2 separate regions of the Sus scrofa genome follow, and region 2 is linked to region 1. A link is a contact called in public HiChIP or PLAC-seq data. All regions are on one chromosome and are shown on one strand. The core of a region is the stretch at or near the end of the contact, and the rest is flanking DNA. Distances in the headings are between cores, read along the strand shown.

Region 1 (4,729 bases), core at 701-3,200:
CGCGCTCCGCGGGGATTCAGGATCCTGGCCTGATAGTGACAGGGCACATCAAAAGAACTGAGTCCAGATGGAAGGTACACAAACGTAGGGGCCCAGCGTCTGAGGGCCAACAGAGACTATTACTCAACAGTCTATGTTCCACACGCACGCGCTTGTGCAGCCATTGGACACAATTACCGGCTGTTTACATATCTGAACCCCTATAAGACCCCTCAGCTACCTGAGACCAAACCGGGTCGGCACATCTCCCACTGGCCCTTTCTCAGGCCGGGGCTTAAGCATGCAGCAGGTCCAGGCCTTCTCCCTGCCAGCGTGCCCCCACCCCCGACCCCGCAGGTTCCCTGTAAGTGGGGGGAGGGGGAGCGTCACGCTTGGCGCCCCCTCCCCAACCCGGCCGGAAGTCGCCTGGGGGCCCTGAACTGGGCCAGGAGGCGGCGGGAAGCCCGGCTGCGCATAACTGCCTTTGGCGGTTGCCGGCCACCTGCTGCTACAGCCTAGATTGGCTCCTTCCTCCCGCCACGGGGCGACTTGAACCAATTGCCAGCGACGCCGGGCCCCGCGGGAGCCCGCTGGCGCCAGGGGAGAAAGCCTGCGGTTCGTCAAGTTGCGGTCGTGGAGTTGGGGGTCGCGGGCTGAGCCCGTGGAAGGAGTGGGTGCTCTTGCACCTGAGCCTCAGGGCGCTGCTAGAAAGAACCCTGGCAAGGGGCCGGGGGCGTATGTGGCCCTGGGCAGCCTCTGCTTCTTTCCGGGCGACAATGAGGGTGGCGGAGCTAGGAGATGACCCTACAGGGGAACCAAGGTTGGGGAGCGGGGGATCGGCTCCCGGAAGTGGGCGTGGAGGGGGGGTGTCGCGGAGAGAACCCCGGGCGGGGCGGTCTCTGCGGAAAGGCGGTGGCTCGCGGGTCGCGCCCCCGCCCCCGGAGCCCGCAGGCCCCGCCCAGGCCCTGCCCAGGCGTCTAGGTCGCGCGGCGGCTGCTGCAGGTCTCTCCGCAAGCCCCGGCCCGCCACGCCTTCGGATCGTCTTCTCTCCGCTTCGGATCGAGGGCGCTCCCTGGACTCGCCCTCTGCCCGACGACAGACAGCTGCCGGTTCTCCTGAGTTCTCCCTGCGGCCCGGTGAGCCCGGCTCCGGCCCGCCCCGGCCTTGCGCCCGCTCCACCTGCCCCACGCCCGCTACCCGCCCGCCCGCGGGGACCGCGCGCCTCGTTTAATTTCCCTCCTCGTCTCCTCTTTTGTATTTTATTTCTCGGTCTTGTTTCTTTCTCTCTTTCACCCTTTTGCTGTCTTTTCTTCTTTACCGCTCGCGTTCAAATGGCTGTCATTTAAGCCTTCACCCTAACACTGCTTCTCCTCGGCCGGGGTGAGGGGCCTTCAGCAATGACCAGAATGACCTCTCCCACCCCAGGCGGCTCCGGGCCATTCCTGGGGCAGTTGTCTGCCTGCAGGAGACTGAGCTGCTTGATGCGGCCCCTCTAACCTCCTCGCAGACCCGATCTGGGCCCTCGTTGATTCCGTCTGTCTCCGCCCCATCGCGACCCCCTCCAGCACTCAGATCCCCAGAGCCTGCTGACTGTGCTGGGCGATGCTTCTGCAGAGTACAGAGTACAGAGTCCCACTAAAGCAGGGTGTGATACCGAGGGAGCAGCAGGAGCGGGAGGGCTCTGGAATCATCCCCCTCAGCTGCCCTGTGGGAAACAGACTCTGTTCCCTGCCCTCTCACCCCCAGGCAAGGACTGAGGGGGCATGTGTGCCTTGGGCCCCGTGGCCCTTTCCTTGCTGGGCTGTGGTCGTTAAAGGCGCATTTCCTTTTCTAAACGCTCCTTTGTCCTCACCCACAGGACACATAGTATGACCATTACGTGTTTCGTCTCCCAGCCATCTTCTATGGAAAACCCAAGGGATGGGGCCATGATAGCCACTGGCAGCTTTGAGGAATGGGAGGCCTTTAGAGAAGCTTGATCTTGAAGGCCTCAGTGTGAGACCTGACGAAGCCAGGTAAGAGCCCAGTCTAACTGCGGAGTCTTTGCTGCCTCTGCCCTGTGGTCTAGGGGTGGGGTGGCAGGACGTTAACAAAACAACCAGCAGCACCGCCCCAGTAAAGTCCCTCTTAAGAGTTCGCGAAGCACTTCTGTATATCCGTGGTCTCATTCTGGCCCTCAGCCCCCCCCCCCCCCCACAAGCCAAGGATGGTAATCCCCAGAGGAGGAGATTGAGGCCCAGGTGGCCACCCTGGGAGTCTCAGCAGAGCCAGGCCAGGAACCTCTTGTTCTAACTCATGTTGCTGACTCAGGCTGACTGGCCCCGAGACTGAGATTGGTGATCAGCTGTACGTTTTTGGACTTGAAAGCAGTTAATTGCCAGGGACTGTCACATATGATTAACTTTCTGGTTAGGCCTGAGTTTAATTTCATCTTCTTACTAGTCTTTAGCACAGGCCCCTTTGCCTCTGTACCCACGGCTCTTAAGGACCTGACTTGGGCAAACGCAAGGCAACATACAAAATGGCAACTTAAGCCTCTGTGCACTTGTCTCTGAGGTGAGCGGGGGGCTAGGTCTTATTTATCTCTGGCCCTCCCAACTCTGCAACCCAGATCAAGGTCAGGAAATGATTAACTCATTCGTCATGTCTCTGATGCCCAGAGAAGGGATGCCATCTGCCTGAACCTTCTCAGGACTGTCACATTGTCACGAGAGGACTTGGGTGTTGGCCTTGCTCCTGAAAGGCCCTGCCTGTGCCTGGGGCTAAGAAAACAGCAGGAAAGAAAGGAGTGGGCACCAGGGCAAAGCAGATAGCATGGGCTTTGGCGCCTGCAGACAGGGCTTAGGAAGTTCCTTCACCCGTAAAGTGGAAGCAGGAGCAGCCCCTCACAGGGCTGCTCTGAGGAGTAAGGATGCCAGGCAGAGGGCGACAAAAGGTGTGAGCACCCCTGGGTTAGGGGGATGTCAGGGCAAGGAAACGGGGGATTCTGGAACACCGTCACAACCCCTTCTGCCACCTAAGTGCCAGCCTTCACTGAGCCTCATGTGCGCCAAGCTCCAGGGAAACAGGAAGAAAGGCAGCAGCTGAGTGGGGAGTAGCCTCTGGGTCCCGGCCACCCAGGGTGAGAAGCGCAGGAGGAAGCAGCCCCGTGCGCTCTGTTTCCCTGGGTCCGTTTTCGCAGCTGACTCTCCGCTCATCATTCTCTGGCTCTTTCTCCTGGCCCCGCAACAGGGGCAGCCAGTCAGGCAGGGCTCAGAGCCGCCCCGCCCGCGCTGGCAAAGAAGTAAACTCGGGGCCAAGAAGCAGGTCGTCTTCCCCACTGGGGTGCGCGCTCGGCTTCCTTCCTCCCAGGGCAGGGAGGAGACGGTGTCGTTGCAGTTCTGAGAACAAAATGGAGCTTTTGGTTTCCTTTGTCACTTCGCTGCTGTGACCTGCACTTCCCCACCCCCGCCTCTCTTGAAGCCGTGGCCCTTATGCGGGAGAAGAGAACACTGGGCAGAGAGGGGTCAGTTTTATGGGCCAGAGGAGAGAGCAGTGCCTTTGCACTTCCTCTCAGCCCTGAGCATTGCTCAGCATCCTTCGCGGCCTAAGTTCTTTCTGATTACTCACCAGAGTTGGTTGCTCCCTCCTCTGCCTTTTTTTTTTTTTTTTTTTTTTTTGTCTTTTTGCTATTTCTTTGGGCCGCTCTCGCGGCATATGGAGGTTCCCAGGCTAGGGGTCGAATCGGAGCTGTAGCCACTGGCCTACGCCAGAGCCACAGCAACGCAGGATCCGAGCCGCGTCTGCAACCTACACCACAGCTCACGGCAACGCCGGATCGTTAACCCACTGAGCAAGGGCAGGGACCGAACCCGCACCCTCATGGTTCCTAATCGGATTCGTTAACCACTGCGCCATGACGGGAACTCCTTTTTTTTTTTTTTCTTCTCTGCCTTTTTTTTGTTTGTTTGGCCACGTCCATCCGTCCATCCGTGGCATGCAGAAATTCCGGAGCCAGGGATCAAACCTGAGCCACAGCAGGGACCATGCAGAGTCCTTAACTGCTAAGCCACCAGGGAACTCCCCAACTTTGCATTTTGAGAGTATGTTTTACAAACACCAAATCTAGCTTGAATCACCTGCCCAACCCCGTGCCAGACCATAAAGCCCCCTCCAGGATAGATACTGTCTCCTGCACCTCAGTGAACCAGCACTAGGGAGCCCAAGCTGTGTAGGGGCTGGTGGGGATACAACTGGACTGCATCAAAGGGGCTGAACTGATCTTGTTCATTGTCTTCTAAGATCTACACAGTTCCAGGCCCATCGGAACCTCTCCTGCTTCAGAAATTCAGGGCCCGTGGGTGTGTGGCTGTCAGGTCTTAATCTAGCTGAAGCCTTCTCCCGTTTCTGCCTGCCCTGTGGACCAATTTGCAGAATCAGGAATGCGGGCATCCGTGAACTTTGCATCCAGTAGACAAAGGGCTGGGCCGGGCCTGTTGGCGAGGCAGCACTAGGAGAGCTGTGACCCAGACACTCCCTGTGGTGAAAGGGAGGGAGCTCTTCACAGAATGTGGACTCAGAAGCAGGAACTGCGTCTCCAGCCCCAGCTGAGAACCCGTGGAGCTCACTGCGCCTGGCCCTTGAGGGGCTGCTCTGAGCCCTTGCTGGGGGAGGCGATGCTGCTGGGCAGGGCCTGGTGGGGTAGTGGGGACGGAGGGTCTCGCGGTTCGGCGGCTGATGGACCTTCTCTCGCCCTGGCTTAGATTCCGGC
Region 2 (5,258 bases), core at 2,508-5,007, 74 kb before region 1:
CCTGATATTTTACGTTATGCTTTTTTTTTTTTTTTTTTTTTGTCTCTTTGCCTCTTCTAGGGCTGCTCCCGCGGCATATGGAAGTTCCCAGGCTAGGGGTCGAATCGGAGCTACAGCCACCGGCCTACTACGCCAGAGCCACAGCAACACGGGATCCAAGCTGCGTCTGCAACCTACACCACAGCTCACAGCAACAACGGGAACTCTAAAAAAAAAAAAACAATTTTAAAAGAAGAAGCCCATAGACCTCATCAAAAGCCAAAGGAATCCATGGCACGTAGAACCTGCCCTGCTTTTATTCAGCCTTGTAATTGCTTCTAAAATTTTCCCTTTTACCATCACCTTTCTCTTTTGCCTGATTCCACCTCTCTCAAAACTCAGCTCAAGCATCATCATCGAACAGTTTCCCTGTTTGCTCTCCTAGCGCTTTTGCCTCTATCGCAGCATGTGTCACCTGCACTAAAATTGTTGGCATGATCTTCTTCTCTACTAGGTAGGAGCTGTTTAAGAGCAAAGACTTTATCTCATTCATTCGTCATTCATTCAGCAATAAAACTTACTAGTATTTGCTGTATGCAAGCACCGTCCGTGGTACTGGGCATAAAGCAATGAACAAAACAAGCAAAAATGGTGCCCTCGAGAAGCTTGCATTCCAGTAGAAATATATTCAGCCCAGTATTCCCAGCCAGTAAGTTGTGTGTGTGTGACCCGGAGCTAGTTATTATCTCTCTGTGTCTTGACTTCCTTATGTGTAAATGGCTGTGATTAGCGGTTCAGAGACGTGCAATGGCTGCATGAGAGCCAGAAAATCCGTATTATGAGTCCAGAAGATGTCAGCGTGCATCTTTTGGTTTGACCTTCCTACTTGGCTCCTGTCAGTTCCGTGTTGCCTCTCCGTTTGTGTTGTGTATTTTTATTACTTTGGAAGAGAAACAAAACTCATGCTCACAGTAGCTGTTGTTTGTCTTTCATTCCTCTCTCTCCCCATACACGCTACCAGCAGACCTGACTGCTGGGATTATAAGCATCCACAGAGACCCTAAGGTTCTCATACATCTCATCACCTTTGTGAGTGAGAGACTCGGAAACGTTCTATCTGCGGACAAAGTCTTCTCCCCACACAGTCTCGCTTTGCTGTATTAGAGATACTGAGATCCTGTATGAGTCATAACATTGGGAAACAGGCTTTTTCCTTTTCATTGCCCTCCCTAAGCAGCCCTTTTGTGACAAGTTCATTTATAAGCACTGAACTTGTAAAAAAGAAAAATCAGTAGATAAATGAATTTTAAGGTAAGCACAAAAAAGCTTTTGCTTTTGCAAGAATTGTTCTGGTCTTTTTGTTTTTGCATTAAAAATAAAATTTAAAATTTAATTGGTAAACGTATGGGAGTCAGAAGACTGGCTTCTGCCTGCCCAGGCCAGTGACTTGCTTCGTCACTTTGGGCAAACCTACGTTTTCCTCAGCTGTGAAATGTGATGGCCTCTGCAGCTCTCCTCTTCTAAGAACGTGTCCCCACACTCTGGGAGTCAGCTATAAACTGCCAAGCCTTTGTGAAAATCGGGTAGAACCTTCCTTAATACCCGCGTCGGCTGTCTTCTGCCCTTTAACCAAGTTCTCGGTGCAGTCATCCCTTTCATGCCTCGGAAGCGTCTTCCTTGAGGAAGGAAATCAGCGCTTCCCTAGTGCAAAGCTACGTGCAGAGGATTCATAGACAGCCCTGAACTAGGAGCTCTGCCCTCGACAAAAGTTAAACCTGAGGCAGCATACTCCCCACTGTGGTCCTGGTTCTGAAATACAAGCATTTGTTGGATACTTTTGTTAGGAAAAGCTCTGAGAAACCTTCAAAAATCAGCTTGTTGAGCACTCATAAGGTTTGTGTACTTATCTCTAGCCCTGTCTGACAGCGAGGCAGTCAGTGAACAGAGAGGTGGTGTGATTTGAGGTCTGGTCTAAGTTATAGGCAGTGAAAACCAAAGCCACCCTCAGTGTCATCAGCCTTCAGAGGCTCTCTTTCCCTGGCCCAAGTAGGCTTAGGGGGTCCTTCTGGGTTCCCCTTATAGTCTTTATCTTATCTTTAGCTTATCGTATTTATAGTATTTATTTAACTCTGCCTCCAGATCAAGAATCAGATCTGACTCATCTGTGCCTGTGTGACAGAGCAGGTTTCAGTTAATGTTAGCTTAACAAAGTGAACTGGGCTTTTAGTAACAAACGCATTTGGGTATCGCTTGAGGGCAAGTTTCATCCATTTGCCCGAGACGGAGGGAGGGCTGTGCCCTTCAGCAGATAGAATTAATTAGGACTGTTGCAGTGGACTGTCCCCGGAGAAGGAATTGGGAAACCTGGCTGCGTCTTGCAGTTGCTAGTTTACCAGACGTGTGATGAGCAAGCCAAAGAGCAGTCTCTCCTTCATTGGTTTTGTTTTATTTTGTTTCCACTATAGCTGGTTTACAGTGTTCTGTCAATTTTCTACTGTACAGCATGGTGACCCAGTCTCACATACACATTCTTTTTTTCTCACATGATCCTGCTCCATCACAAGTGACCAGACATAGTTCCCAGCGCTAGACAGCAGGATCCCATTGCTTATCTGCTCCAAAGGCAATAGTCTGCATCTACTGAGCCCAGATTCCCAGTCCCTCCCACTCCCTCCCCCTCCCCTGGGCAACCACAAGTCTGTTCTCCAAGTCCATGATTTTCTCTTCTGCGGAAAGATTCGTTTGTGCTATATATTAGATTCCAGATATAAGTGATCTCATATGGTATTTGTCTTTCTCTTTTTGACTAATTTCATTTAATATGAGGGTTGCCTCATTTGTAAAATAGAGATCATGACGCCTTTCTTGTGTGATTATCAGGGGTGTTAACAAGCACAGGTTTAGTATATTAAAAAAAAAGTTTGTGAACTGTATAAAGTGTCAAAAATAAGGGTTATTTTAATCTCATTGAAACAAATATACCATTCTTTTTTTTTTTTTTTTTTTTTGTCTTTTTGCCTTTTTAGGGCCATACTCACGGCGTATGGAGGTTCCCAGGCTAGGGGGCCAATCAGAGCTGTAGTCGCTGGCCTATGCCACAGTCAGAACCACACGGGATCTGAGCCATGTCTGCGACCTATGCCACAGCTCACAGCAACACTGGATCCTTAACCCACTGAGCAAGGCCAGGGATCAAACCCACAACCTCATGGTTCCTAGTCAGATTCGTTTCTGCTGGGCCATGACAGGAACTCCCCATACCATTCTTAATGCTACTACTTTTCATACTTACATAAAACACAGGAAATTCAGTGAAAACACTTAAGATGGAAAAGCTGATTCATCCCAAGTCCTCCTAACTGCTCTGTTGGCTCCAGGCCTGTAGGAGGTCCAGCGCCTTCATCTGGGCGGCCTCCAGAAGGGTTTCAGAGCTTGACCTTTTCCAGAAATGCAAACAGACCCAGCTGAACTTCCATCCCCAGGGGAGAGCCAAGGGAACCTGACAGACCTGCTCTCCTAAGCTGCTGTCTTTATCACCTGCCTGTTTGGCTGAAAGGAGTATTTCTGATTCAAAACTGAATACGGAACAATTTTTTTCCAAAGTAAAAATAGTACTTCTATTTCAAGGTCTTTAGCATATAGCAACCTCCAAAATAACAAACCTTAAAAGCAGGGGTTGGGGTGTGAGCGAGATCTGAGCAGTGTTAGTACGTATCTAGAGTCATAGGGGTTTATCATGGGAAGAAATTTGAGAGCACATGTTTCTGGTGAAGGAACTCGATGCCCAGAGAGCCAGAACGAGGTCCCCGGTGTCACACTAAATCAGTGACAGAGAACGCCAGAAGCAGGGGTCGCGTCTCAGAACTAGAGTTGGTCCTCTGCCGAGCGCTCAGCCTTCCTGAGCAGCTGCCGTGTCCTCCGCTGCGCCCGCCGCACTTCCCTCCTTCCCCAGACCTGGCAAGTGTCTAGACGTCGGGCAGCGGGGAGTCTGCACACCTTGAGTAAGGGCTGTGGCTCTACTCTGTGCATTCAAGGAGCTCTCAGTTGCGTGAGGGAAAGACAGACCCACCAATGATTACGGAATAGTCTGGAAACTGCCAGCATAGAGGCAGATGATCGCTCCCAAGCTCTGAGGACTCATGCCATTTGATTAGAAGCTTGAGACCTACTCAGGAAAATGGGAGAGAGCAGGGGGACAGGGAAGGAGAGACAGGAGAAATGGCCGCTGTGTCAGGGAGAGTCCAGTTATCCGAAACAGCCCACCCCAGCCATTTTAAACAGGAAGGAGGTTAATATAGATTTTTTTTTTTTTTTGGTCTTTTTAGGGCTGTACCCATGGCATATGGAGGTCCCCAGGCTATGTAGGAGTCCAGTCGGATCTGCATCTGCAGCCTACACCACAGCTCATGGCAACACCAGATCCTTAACCCACTGAGCAAGGCCAGGGATCGAACCTGCGTCCTCATGGATACTAGTCAGGTTTGTTACTACTGAGCCACAGTAGGAACTCCGAATATAGATTATTAAAATACTTCAGATTCCTGGAAGGGCTCAAGGAATGGGCTCTAGGCTAAGCTCTCAGAAGAGAACCGGTAGATCTTTTTAGTTCAGAATACAGTGCCAGCACAGCAGTCCAGTGATCAGAAACTCTCATCATCGCTATTACCTCAGGGCCTCTGGGCACCTAGAGCAGGAAACTCCCTGTTGCCCTTGCTGGGAGCAGGAGCAGAAGGGAAAGGAGCATGTCCTCTGCCTCACGTCTGTCTGCCAGATCCGTCGTTAATGGCCTCCAGAGTCCAGCACACACGAGACGGGGAGGCGGAGTCCTGAGCCTTCCATCTCTGCAGCACAGGAATACGAGAAAGGGGCAGTGGATGCGGAGCAAGTTAGCCCATGTCCTGCTGTCAGTTTCGTGAAAATAAAACTAAGACGATAGCTCACTAGATAAAGGTACGATGAATGCTCTTTTGTATGTTTTTCACTGGTAAGGATGGTGCTGGATTGCGGATTGCCATGGCATTAACGCTTCTTTGTTTACGACCACCTTATTAGAATCATTTTCTCCTGCTCTTTCAAGAATATGTTTATAAACTGGTTTCGCCACGTTGTAGCCAGTGTTTTTTGTTTTATTTTGTTCCTCCTATAGTTTTTCTCTGTATTTTAGTGCTTTTCTGATTCTGAGGCTCTTTCTGCCTCCTGGTAAAGCCTCCTGCCTCGCAGCCACCAGCACTCTCCCTCCTAAGGCGAGCCTTCCTCTTCCTCCTCTTCAGGTCTCATTC

What was found. HiChIP or PLAC-seq counts read pairs in DNA pulled down with a chosen protein or histone mark.
Region 2: a contact with region 1 is called in an H3K27ac HiChIP or PLAC-seq map of skeletal muscle. The contact joins the enhancer-like site here to the promoter of UCP2 in region 1. A contact is called at or near these places in 2 of 5 promoter capture datasets (fetal liver and liver), 3 of 47 Hi-C or Micro-C datasets (fetal liver, liver and skeletal muscle) and 2 of 2 datasets of contacts at active chromatin or transcription factors (alveolar macrophages and skeletal muscle).

Annotation. Positions count from the first base shown.
Region 1 is chr9:8,361,773-8,366,501 of Sscrofa11.1, reverse strand. UCP2 (uncoupling protein 2) reads left to right here and starts at 1,950. Exons shown (of 8, transcript NM_214289.1): 1 at 1,950-1,994; 2 at 4,722-4,729.
Region 2 is chr9:8,436,795-8,442,052 of Sscrofa11.1, reverse strand. The region is part of intron 25 of C2CD3 (C2 domain-containing protein 3); the gene reads left to right. Among named protein-coding and RNA genes, the nearest start is that of UCP3, 50 kb to the right of the region's middle. Within about 2 kb of position 3,757, at least 4 of the 83 cell types and tissues checked have an H3K27ac peak or open chromatin away from gene starts, as enhancers often do. A contact at or near this core is called in skeletal muscle, where this site is marked.